Regions from separate parts of the Mus musculus genome. Here region 2 is linked to region 1. A link is a contact called in public HiChIP or PLAC-seq data. All regions are on one chromosome and are shown on one strand. The core of a region is the stretch at or near the end of the contact, and the rest is flanking DNA. Distances in the headings are between cores, read along the strand shown. Region 1 holds the start of Rusc2 (RUN and SH3 domain containing 2). Region 2 holds the start of Reck (reversion-inducing-cysteine-rich protein with kazal motifs).

Region 1 (4,352 bases), core at 1,117-3,616:
ATCAGGAAAATACAGTTTATCATAACTTATTTTGATTTGTCTTAATGTGAGCATTTGCTATTAGATCAGTCATACAGTTTGAGGTGACATGGCCAAATGCAGGTTATTGCTGAATGGAATAACATAAACAGAAGTCCTCCCTTATTTCCAGATAAGTTCCTTGAGGTGAAAGGTCAGCAGAGTGACCTTATTGGGAAAGGTCAGGGACAAAGGTATACTGAGACGACACACAGTCCTCACTTCTGTCCCTCTTTGAAACAGGGTCCTGCAATGTAATCCAGACTGACCACAAACTCGCAGCGAAAGCAGATGCCCCTCAGCTTCCCAGACGCTAGGGTCACAGACGCTGGGGTCACTACACCTGGCTCCTTGGGCACCAGGCATGCAGTAGGGCTGGGTAGTAAGTAACAGCATGATCTGTGGTGTGCTAAACTAAAGGAATCATGGAGTGTGTGTCGCTAGCTCTGCAGGCTCGGGGTCGTCTGCCTCACAGATATTTTCGGGACAAAGACCCTGGGCCCAAAGTTCTCATGGGAATCAAGTAGTGAGTACTCCATGCTCTTGATCACAAATGGCACTGCTTAACCTACAGCAAGCCCCAGAAGTAGTCTCTATCAGCTCCAGAAAAGGCCAGCGCCCCACACCTACCGTTTCAGCCATGCTGAGAGGGCTGCTACTGGCTGCTCAGGGTTGTAAGCTCCTCCCTTTTCCGGCTTCTCTTCTTCATTGTTTGCTTCTTTGTAGGACCAGGGGCTGTTGATCCTCAAGCGAGTCAAGGTTAGACCTCTGTAATTCAGCTCAGGTCAGCATGAAGTCAGGAAACACACAGGTCTCAGGAGCGCGGGGAAGATGCAAGAACGGAAGTAGATGAATGTGAAGGCGTGCACCTGGAACCCCAGCGCTGCCTCTCAAGGCTTCTTGAGACCTGAAATCCAGAGTCTTCCCGGTAGAGTGGAGATAGCATAGTCAGCCACCATACCATGGGTTCTACGGCCCACAGATTCAACCAACCATGGAGGAGAAATATTCAGGGGAGGAGAGCTTGCCTGGGACACATAAAGCCCTCAGTTCAATTGGAAATTTAGTTGGGGGAGTAAAGGAAACAGTTCAGAGCAAAACCAAATAAATGCGCATGACTCATTGGGAACCACAGCGCTCACCAGGAAGGTGGCTGGTTGGCTGGTTGGTTTTGTTTTGTTTTGTGGAGTTTTTGAGACAGGGTCTCTCTATGTAGTTCTGGCCACCCTAGAGTTCTCTATGTAGACCAGGCTGGCCTTCGACTCACAGACATCTGCTTGCCTCTACCTCCCAAGTGCTGGGATTAGAGGCATGTGCTGCCATGGTTGTCCTGAAAGCTGCTGTTTTGGAGGGTGGCATCAGTGAGCAGCGACAGATTCCACTTACACACCTGGCTCGTGTGTGGTCTGCTACTGCGCGGTTATCCTCACAGAATGGCCCAGAACTCGAGAGAGGAAGAGGCAGGTAGTTCAGAAGGTCCACAGTTGAAGCGAAGGCTCTAAGAACCCAGTCCCTTTCCTTTGCCTGCCTTCCTGTGGGAGAAGGAACTTTCCAGACTCTCTGCCTGGTTAAAGGGAATCGACTCCCTTACAACCCTGGTCGAACCCAAGTCCGCAAGAACCAAAAACTGATGTGACAGGCTCAGCTCCGCTTAAACTGTTAGACCCTCTGAAGAGCCGGGAGACCAGCTGAACCCTGGGTTAGGGAGGTGGCCTGCAGCCACCCAGACTTGGAGCATCAGAGCCACCTGCTCAGAGAAGCCCCCTGTGGCCCAGGGGCTTCCTTCAGAAGCCTACGCAGAGGGACCCTGGAAACCCAGCACTGAGATTGGGCCTTGTGAAAAATGCCGGTGTTGTTTAGCTGGTGGAATGCTGATCTGTCGCTGGGAATATTGTTTTGTTTAGTGTAGCCTCTGGGTGGGGCTTCCAAAATCTCCTTCCAGGATGACCCTCCACCCTAACCCAGCTGGAAACCTAACTAAAGAAAAAGCTGGGAAACACGCAGTCATTCACTGCCTGAGTGGGAGGAGTGTGTGTGGGGGGGTGCTTCTAGCCAAGGTCGGAAAGGAGCGGCCTGAGAAGGGAAGGAAGGAAGGAAGGAAGCGCCCAGGCTCTGCCCAGACTTCTTCCAACACTCAGGACCCAGGAGAAGCTAGGCTCGGCTCTCCCTGGGTTTTTATGCTGCTGTCTGGAAAGTCTCCGTCTTCCAGCACCTACTGCCCCCTGTGGCTGACTTCTCTCTCTACGCCCCTCCCCCAGACTAACAGGCCGAAGGGACCGACCTGGAACTGAGTGGCTGCACTGTGGGCTTGCCTGCTCCTTTCCCTCCCCATCCCTCCCCTTAGTAGCAACGTCACCGCAGCCCAGCCGCCGTGGCAGCAGCAGCAGCAAGAAGACAGGCTGAGATTGCGCAGCCTCCCTGCATTAGCTCGGGATGCCATTGTACTAACAGAAATCAGATCTCAGGGTATCAGCCCGGTCCCCCTTGTGCGATCTCGAGGACCAGTGATTCAGCTGCCATTGTCGAGGTAGGGCGCGACGGGCGTGCAAAAGGAACGGGAGCCACCAGGTCCAGCTCGAGGCTCCTTGCAGAGGAATGGCTCTGGGGTGGGGGGTGGGAGGTCACTGCTGGCAGAGGCCGGATCAGCATCAGCATCTGGGCTCTGGCTTCTGAAGGGTGGCTTTGTCTTTCGGAAAGGGAGAGTGACAGCAAGCGGAGACAAACTCATCTCTGCATGCATGCATGGGCCGGGCAAGAAAGAGGCTTGGGCTGATGCTATCTATCTGTGCTGTTTGGTCAAGAAACAAGATCCTTTTCTCTTCCTTCCTTCCTTCCTTCCTTCCTTCCTTCCTTCCTTCCTTCCTTCCTTTCTTTCTTTCTATCTGGGTATTTCTAATGAAGCTGCTGTAGCTGCAGCTTTCAAATCTGGACACAAAGGCTGAATGGGTGGAGACCCTTCTACAGCTCGTGGAAGTTTATGCTGAAAACCATGCAGGAATCTATGCATTCTTATCCAGAAGGTTGGGTGGCTTTTCCTCCCCACACATGCATACTTGTATGCACACAGACATATCCATTGTAGAAGCTGCCAGGCTCTGGGATTGGTTGCAGTAAGAATGAATGCAAATGCCCTACAGCGTATGGAGAGAGGGATGCTGAAGGCACCTGACCTCTTATGTTATACTCAGCCCTGCTCTACAGAGCAGCTTCCTAGCAGGAAGGGACCAAAGCACAAGCTAAACCAATGCCCCCTGATCCACCATACCGCCCTCTTCCCTTCGTCCTGCCCTAGAGAAGACTGTCAGCCCCACAGAGGCTCTCCGAAGGACCTCAGGTCAAGGTCAGATCACTAAAGTATAACAATGAATGCCTTTGCCTCCCTCCCTGCTAGCTCTGAAGAAACCAGAAAAGCAGCAACTAGGTACTGTGACCAACAGAGGGATGCTGTTGGGTGAACAAAGACAGGAAGCGGCCTTCTGGAGTTGTCTTGCCCGTAGGCAGACAGATCCTTAGCCCTGTTTCCACCATTCACCCGGTAGTCAACTTGGAGATTAGACGGGAGTTTTACAATGTGTGACTGGGCATTTCGGGAGTGTCCTGAGAGTAGGTTAGTTCCCAGCAAGCCAAGAACTGTGAACAGCACAGTGGAGCAAGGGGGAAGTGTCGTGAGAACCATGAATGGGCCAGGATGAGGCAGAAGCCTGAGAACTGGGGCCTGAAGGGCAGGAAACAGGATTGACCAATGTGAGAACATGGGACGAAAGGGGCCGCAGGTTCAGACTAGTTGATAGAGCTTATATAAGTGGTCACGGCAGTGGGCACCATGGAATAGTAGGAAACAGCTGTGTGAGGGTGATGGCCGGACTTGAGGGAGAGGACTGGCCTCAAGCCCTTGAGAATGAGTGGTAGTAGACACCCTCGAGAGGGGACGTGCCCAGGCTTGGAGCCATTTCAGCTGTGATTGGGAGTGAGCTACCCATAACCTGCAGCTTGGTTTCCTCGTGTGTTAAACGTGTGTGATGACACACACACCTCTAATCTCAGTACTCAGGAGGCAGAGGCGGGCAGATCTCTGAGTTCAAGGCCGGCCTCAGCTACAGAGCCAGTTCTAGGTCAGCCAGGGCTATACAGAGAGACCCTGTCTCAAAAATATAAGCAAGCAAGCCCACGCAGTGAAAATGCCTGTGACTATATGGGGATGTTTAGATGGAATTGGAGATTCCCTGCATCTGTGCACCTAGATGTCACATCTTCCTGCTGGCTGAGCCACTACTCTACCTACAGAGTTAGATTTAGGTAGGAGGCTCGTCTTCGTTTATGGGAGTTTCCTCCTC
Region 2 (4,779 bases), core at 485-2,984, 470 kb after region 1:
ATATAGTATGAGCTCCAAGGTGAACCACACACTTTTCCTGACAGCTACACTTTAAATAAAGTTAAAAGGAAGAGTGGTAGATAAACGCTATACATTTGTCACAGCACATTCCCAATAGTGACTCCGCGTGTCAGCTCGGGCACGCCCATTGTCACAAAGGTGCCAGGTGGTGGACATTGGTTGTAAGAGAGGCTGTGCATATGAGGGGCACTTTATGTTTTAGTACCGTCCATTCAGCTGGGCTATGAGCCTAGAACTGTTCCAGAAAGTAAAGCCTTAGTTGATAAGGGAAGAGGGTGGGGCAGAAACGATGTAATACAGTCCTCAGTGGTGTTTTGTTTTGTTGACAGGGTTTCTCTGTATAGCCCTGACTGTCCTGGAACTCACTTTGTAGACCAGGCTGGCCTTGAACTCAGAAATTCACCTGCCTCTGCCTCCCAAGTGCTGGGATTAAAGGCATGCACCACCACGCCCGGCTTGTCCTCAGTGTTTTTAATAAAGAAAGTCTGTTGTTTTGAAGAAGCACAAAGTAGTAGGGGCAGAGTGGGAAATACGTTCAGCCAGTTAGCCCCATGGCCTGAGTTCAGATATCTCAATTATTCACTGGGTCAAGCACTGTCTGAGACATTCTAAATACAATATGAGACTGGGTTCCTGTGCGCTTGATCAGGAAATCAGGGCCAGCCTTGGCTTCATTGTAAACTCAAGGTCAGCCTGAGCTGTATGAGATCCTGTCTTCAAAATAAGTAAATAAACACAATACGTTCATTAATCTTATCAAGAAGGCCAGCATGAGGGTTGGGGTGGGGGGGAGGCTCAGAAGTAAAAATGTCCTCACCCACAGACACGGGGCTAGTCGGGAGTAGTGTACAATCTGGACTCGAGGAGGGTGTCAAGACTTTGTTCTTTTCATTACAGTCATAGTTACCATCTGTCGCAGGAGAAAGCTGCTGTTAGTGACCTGAATAGAGGAATCTGGAAATAAGCAATTGGCTTCACTTCTGAACAGCAAGTCTCTAAACTGGACGAGCTATCTGTTCAAGGGCCAGGTAGCCAGGAAAAAGGGGGGGGTGGGGGGTGGGGGGCGTTTCTCCACAATGAATTCGCTTTGATTCCTAGGTCCTCTGGAACATTCTCCGGAGTAGCTGCTCAAAGATTCATCTCCAAATCCTCTCGAACCAATTCTGAATTTCAAGGCTCTCTAAGTCTAGTCATACAGGCTGCCCTGACCCTTTCTCTGAGTGCAATAGGTATTAACAGCGAAGCCAGCCTGTGAATCCGTGCCCTCAGCAGAGCCCTTTGGCTTTGAGGGGAGGCCAGGTAACACGCCTTCTTTAGGTCGAGGCAGCCTTTGGACAGGATAGTAAGAGTGTTCTGGAGGATTCAACTAGGGGTGCACGCCCTACAGTTCAGCTTTGACTTAGCCCTTGCAAATCAGACGGACCTGCAGAGTGATCTCGGCAGGCCAGTCGCCCCTGAGCTGCGGGCTCCCCACCCCCTATGTGCCCCGACACGGGACAGAGGCATTCCACAGGGGTCTCCAGCCTCTGACTTCCCGTTTGAAGACCGCAGCCCGGGAGCCCGAGTCCGAAGGCGACACACAGCTGGCCCATAACAAAGAGCCAGGGTCCAGGGCGCGCTGCCGCCCCCCGGGAGGTTTTGAAAACTCTGAGCGGCCGGGGCGGGGCTTCAGCGAGCCGCAGCCAATCACCAGAGAGCCAAGGCGCCGGGGGCGGGGCCTGGTGCCAGGGGTTGCTACGGCCAGGCTGGGTCCGAGCATCCCGCGGCTTCGGACCCACCCGGCCCGGACATGGCGAGCGTCCGGGCCTCCCCGCGCAGCGCGCTGCTACTTCTGCTGGCCGCGGCGGGGGTCGCGGAGGTGACGGGGGGCCTGGCCCCGGGCAGCGCGGGTGAGTAGCCGCGGGAGCCACGATCGGGGCGGTCCTGAGGAGTGCCTCAGCGCTCCAAGATGGCGCGGAGCCGGGGGCGGGGTGCGCGTGCCCCCAGACCCGCGGGCGGCGGTCAGGAACGCCGGGCTGGAGCCCGACCCGGAGGCCGCTCTCCGCCCTCGTCTTCTTCTCCCTGAAGATCTTGCGAACCCTGGGGTGGTGACTGGGGTTCGAGGCCTTGTTCTGTCACCTCCCAGACAGGGGCCCCTTGCCCTGCCGGACCCTGGTCCCTGGCCAGGGTCCCTGTCAGAAAACAGGGAGGTGCCTGGGCTCCGGATAGCACCGCTGGGCGGAAGGGATACGTAGGTGCAGCTCCCCTGCTGCTGCCCAGTCAGTTGTTGTCACTTGTTAATTTGACTGACTTGGCCTGAGTGGCGGTGAACTTTGATAGGGTCCACAAGGTTGCCTGGCGGGTGCACCGTGGGTCTGAGACCCGGCTGGGGGATGGGGTAAGGTGGGGTGGGGGTTGACTACACATCGATAAATCACCCCGTGGCGGCTTGGCTTCGGGAGAGAGGTGTGTTCTAGGGCTCTGTTAAAGCAGTTGCACCAGAGATGGATGGAAAGCTTGACCGCTTAGGATTGTCCTTCCTGCGCTTGCTCAGCGTTCGGATGTGACACGAACTCGTGCTTCCCGGGACACCTCAGGCTGATAGGTGGTGGAAGACAGGAGCGCTAAGCAGTTTGAATTCAGGCAGACAGGTTCAGAGGAGAGATGCGGGTGGGGCTGCATGTGCACAGAGGAACGTTGACATTCACCTAGAAGATGAGAAAAACCGAGTGTCTACCTATACTAGCCATCGAAAGATGAATGGAATTTTTATAACAAAAGTAACGGAGGAGTGTGTTGCTTACAGGGAGAGGCACTCAGGGGAAAAACATACCCAGTCTCAAGGAAGTTTTCAAGAAAGCCTGAGAAGTTAAAATTAAGGAGTTTTGGTTGATGCTTTATTTATTTATTTATTTATTTATTTTAAAGGAAGGCATTTGAAGAAGATTGTGACAGGAACCTGGGATTAGTTAATTATTTGAATTCTAAATTTAACTATAAACTAGTAAGGAAACCAATAGAAAAGGGACGAAAGAATACTGTGAATTCTTGACTAATCCAGCTTATCTCTCTGTGTTCTAGTTAGTCCAAAGATGTCTAAAGAATACTAGTTACCCCCTTCTTATCCCACTGTTGTGGAGTAGGGCTTTTAGGAAAACTTCAGTAAGTTACTTAGCCTTAATCTTTTTTTTTACTTTAATATCCACATTCTTATATATGGTACCGTCTACATCTATGGTTCTCAACTTGTGGGACGCCACCCCTTTTGGGAGGTCCGATGATCCTTTCACAGGTGTCACCTAAGACCATCAAAGACCCAGAGATGATTATGATTCATAACAGTAGCAAAATTTAAGTCATGAAGTAGCAAAGAAAGCATTTATGGTTGAGGGAGGGTCACCACCACATGAGGTGTGTTAAACGGTCAGAGCTTTAAGAAGGTTGGGTACTTCTGGTTCAAGATTTTACTAAGAGGATTAACTGAGGTATCCATGTATAGCATGTAGAATAGCAGACACCAAAAGGTTAGCTCTTAGATGTATTTGGACAAGCCAGGTGTAGTGGTTTACACCTGCAATTCCTGGAAGGCTAAGGCAGGAATATTGCCACAATACACAGGCCAGCCTGGGTCACAGAGTGATACCCTGTCTCAATAATAAAAAAACAAACAAAAAATGAGAAGCAGAAAAGGAAAGACAATTAAAAATAAGACAATGTAGGCCAGGCTGTGGTGGTGCACGCCTTTAATCCCAGCACTTAGGATGCAGAAGCAGGAGGATTTCTGTGAATTCAAGGTCAGCATAGGCTACAGACAGGAGGACATCCAGGAAACCCTGTCTTGAAAAAGATAGATGTATGTATGTATGTGTGTATGTTTGTATGTATGATGTGGGTGAATAAAGCACACTACAGTTGTAGCCCATCGAATTAATTCACAATAAAAGGTCTATGGAGACCTTTCACAAAGACATTCATTTGCTGAGAAACTAGAAAATTACTCCCGGGTGAGAGTTTCTTTTTGGTTTATAGGAATGTTATATAGTCAAATATGCTGAAAATAACTGAATTAATACACCTTAAAAGGGTAAACTTCACAAGATGTGATTTATATCTCAGTAAAACAGCTGTGGAAAGAACAAAAGGCTTGCTATTTAACGTTCTTTATAGCACTTTGGAACACACTGGGCTGGTTATTTCCAGTAGCCCTTCTATCTCTTAGACATCTCTGGCTTCATATGGTTTGCACTGTTTGATAAAAGGAGAAATTCCAAGTTTGATTGTACATTGAGCCTCACTCCTCGTGCTAAGTTCTGGGAAGCATATAGTGCCGGCTTCCCATGTAAAGGGCATTGGATAATGTACTGGACAAAAGCTTCCACTGTGGGTCTGTAGAGGGTCTGAAGCAGAAACTGAGAGCACAATTATTAAATTGTGTTTCAGTGAAGGCCTGGTTTGTAGTCCTGTTCAGGCACTCTCATTTCTCCTCTCATTACCCCATCCAAGACAGTGTCCTCTGGTACAAAGCTTTTCAGGTCACTGACCCCTCCAGTCTCTGCCCTGGCAGTGCTGTTGTTGGGGTGGAGGTAGAAGAGTGTTGCAGCTTGCTCAGTGATTGTCTCATTGGAGGATGTGATAAGAGCCCGTGTTGCAGGCCCAGGGTCTGTGTCTTAGGGCAGGCATGTTAGTGGCTCTGTTTCTATTTAAGATGTTTTGTAATAATACAAGAGAGAGAAAGACGTGTAACATTAAGGGCCAAGTTTCAAGGAGTTGACATTTGAG

Evidence for each region. HiChIP or PLAC-seq counts read pairs in DNA pulled down with a chosen protein or histone mark.
Region 2: an H3K4me3 HiChIP or PLAC-seq map of embryonic stem cells shows a contact between it and region 1, with 3 times the contacts expected there. The contact joins the promoter of Reck here to the promoter of Rusc2 in region 1. A contact is called at or near these places in 2 of 115 datasets of contacts at active chromatin or transcription factors (embryonic stem cells and pancreatic cancer cells).

Annotation. Positions count from the first base shown.
Region 1 is chr4:43,404,136-43,408,487 of GRCm38.p6, forward strand. Rusc2 (RUN and SH3 domain containing 2) reads left to right here and starts at 2,367. Exons shown (of 12, transcript NM_199057.3): 1 at 2,367-2,545.
Region 2 is chr4:43,873,796-43,878,574 of GRCm38.p6, forward strand. Reck (reversion-inducing-cysteine-rich protein with kazal motifs) reads left to right here and starts at 1,735. Exons shown (of 21, transcript NM_016678.2): 1 at 1,735-1,910. The coding sequence starts at 1,811.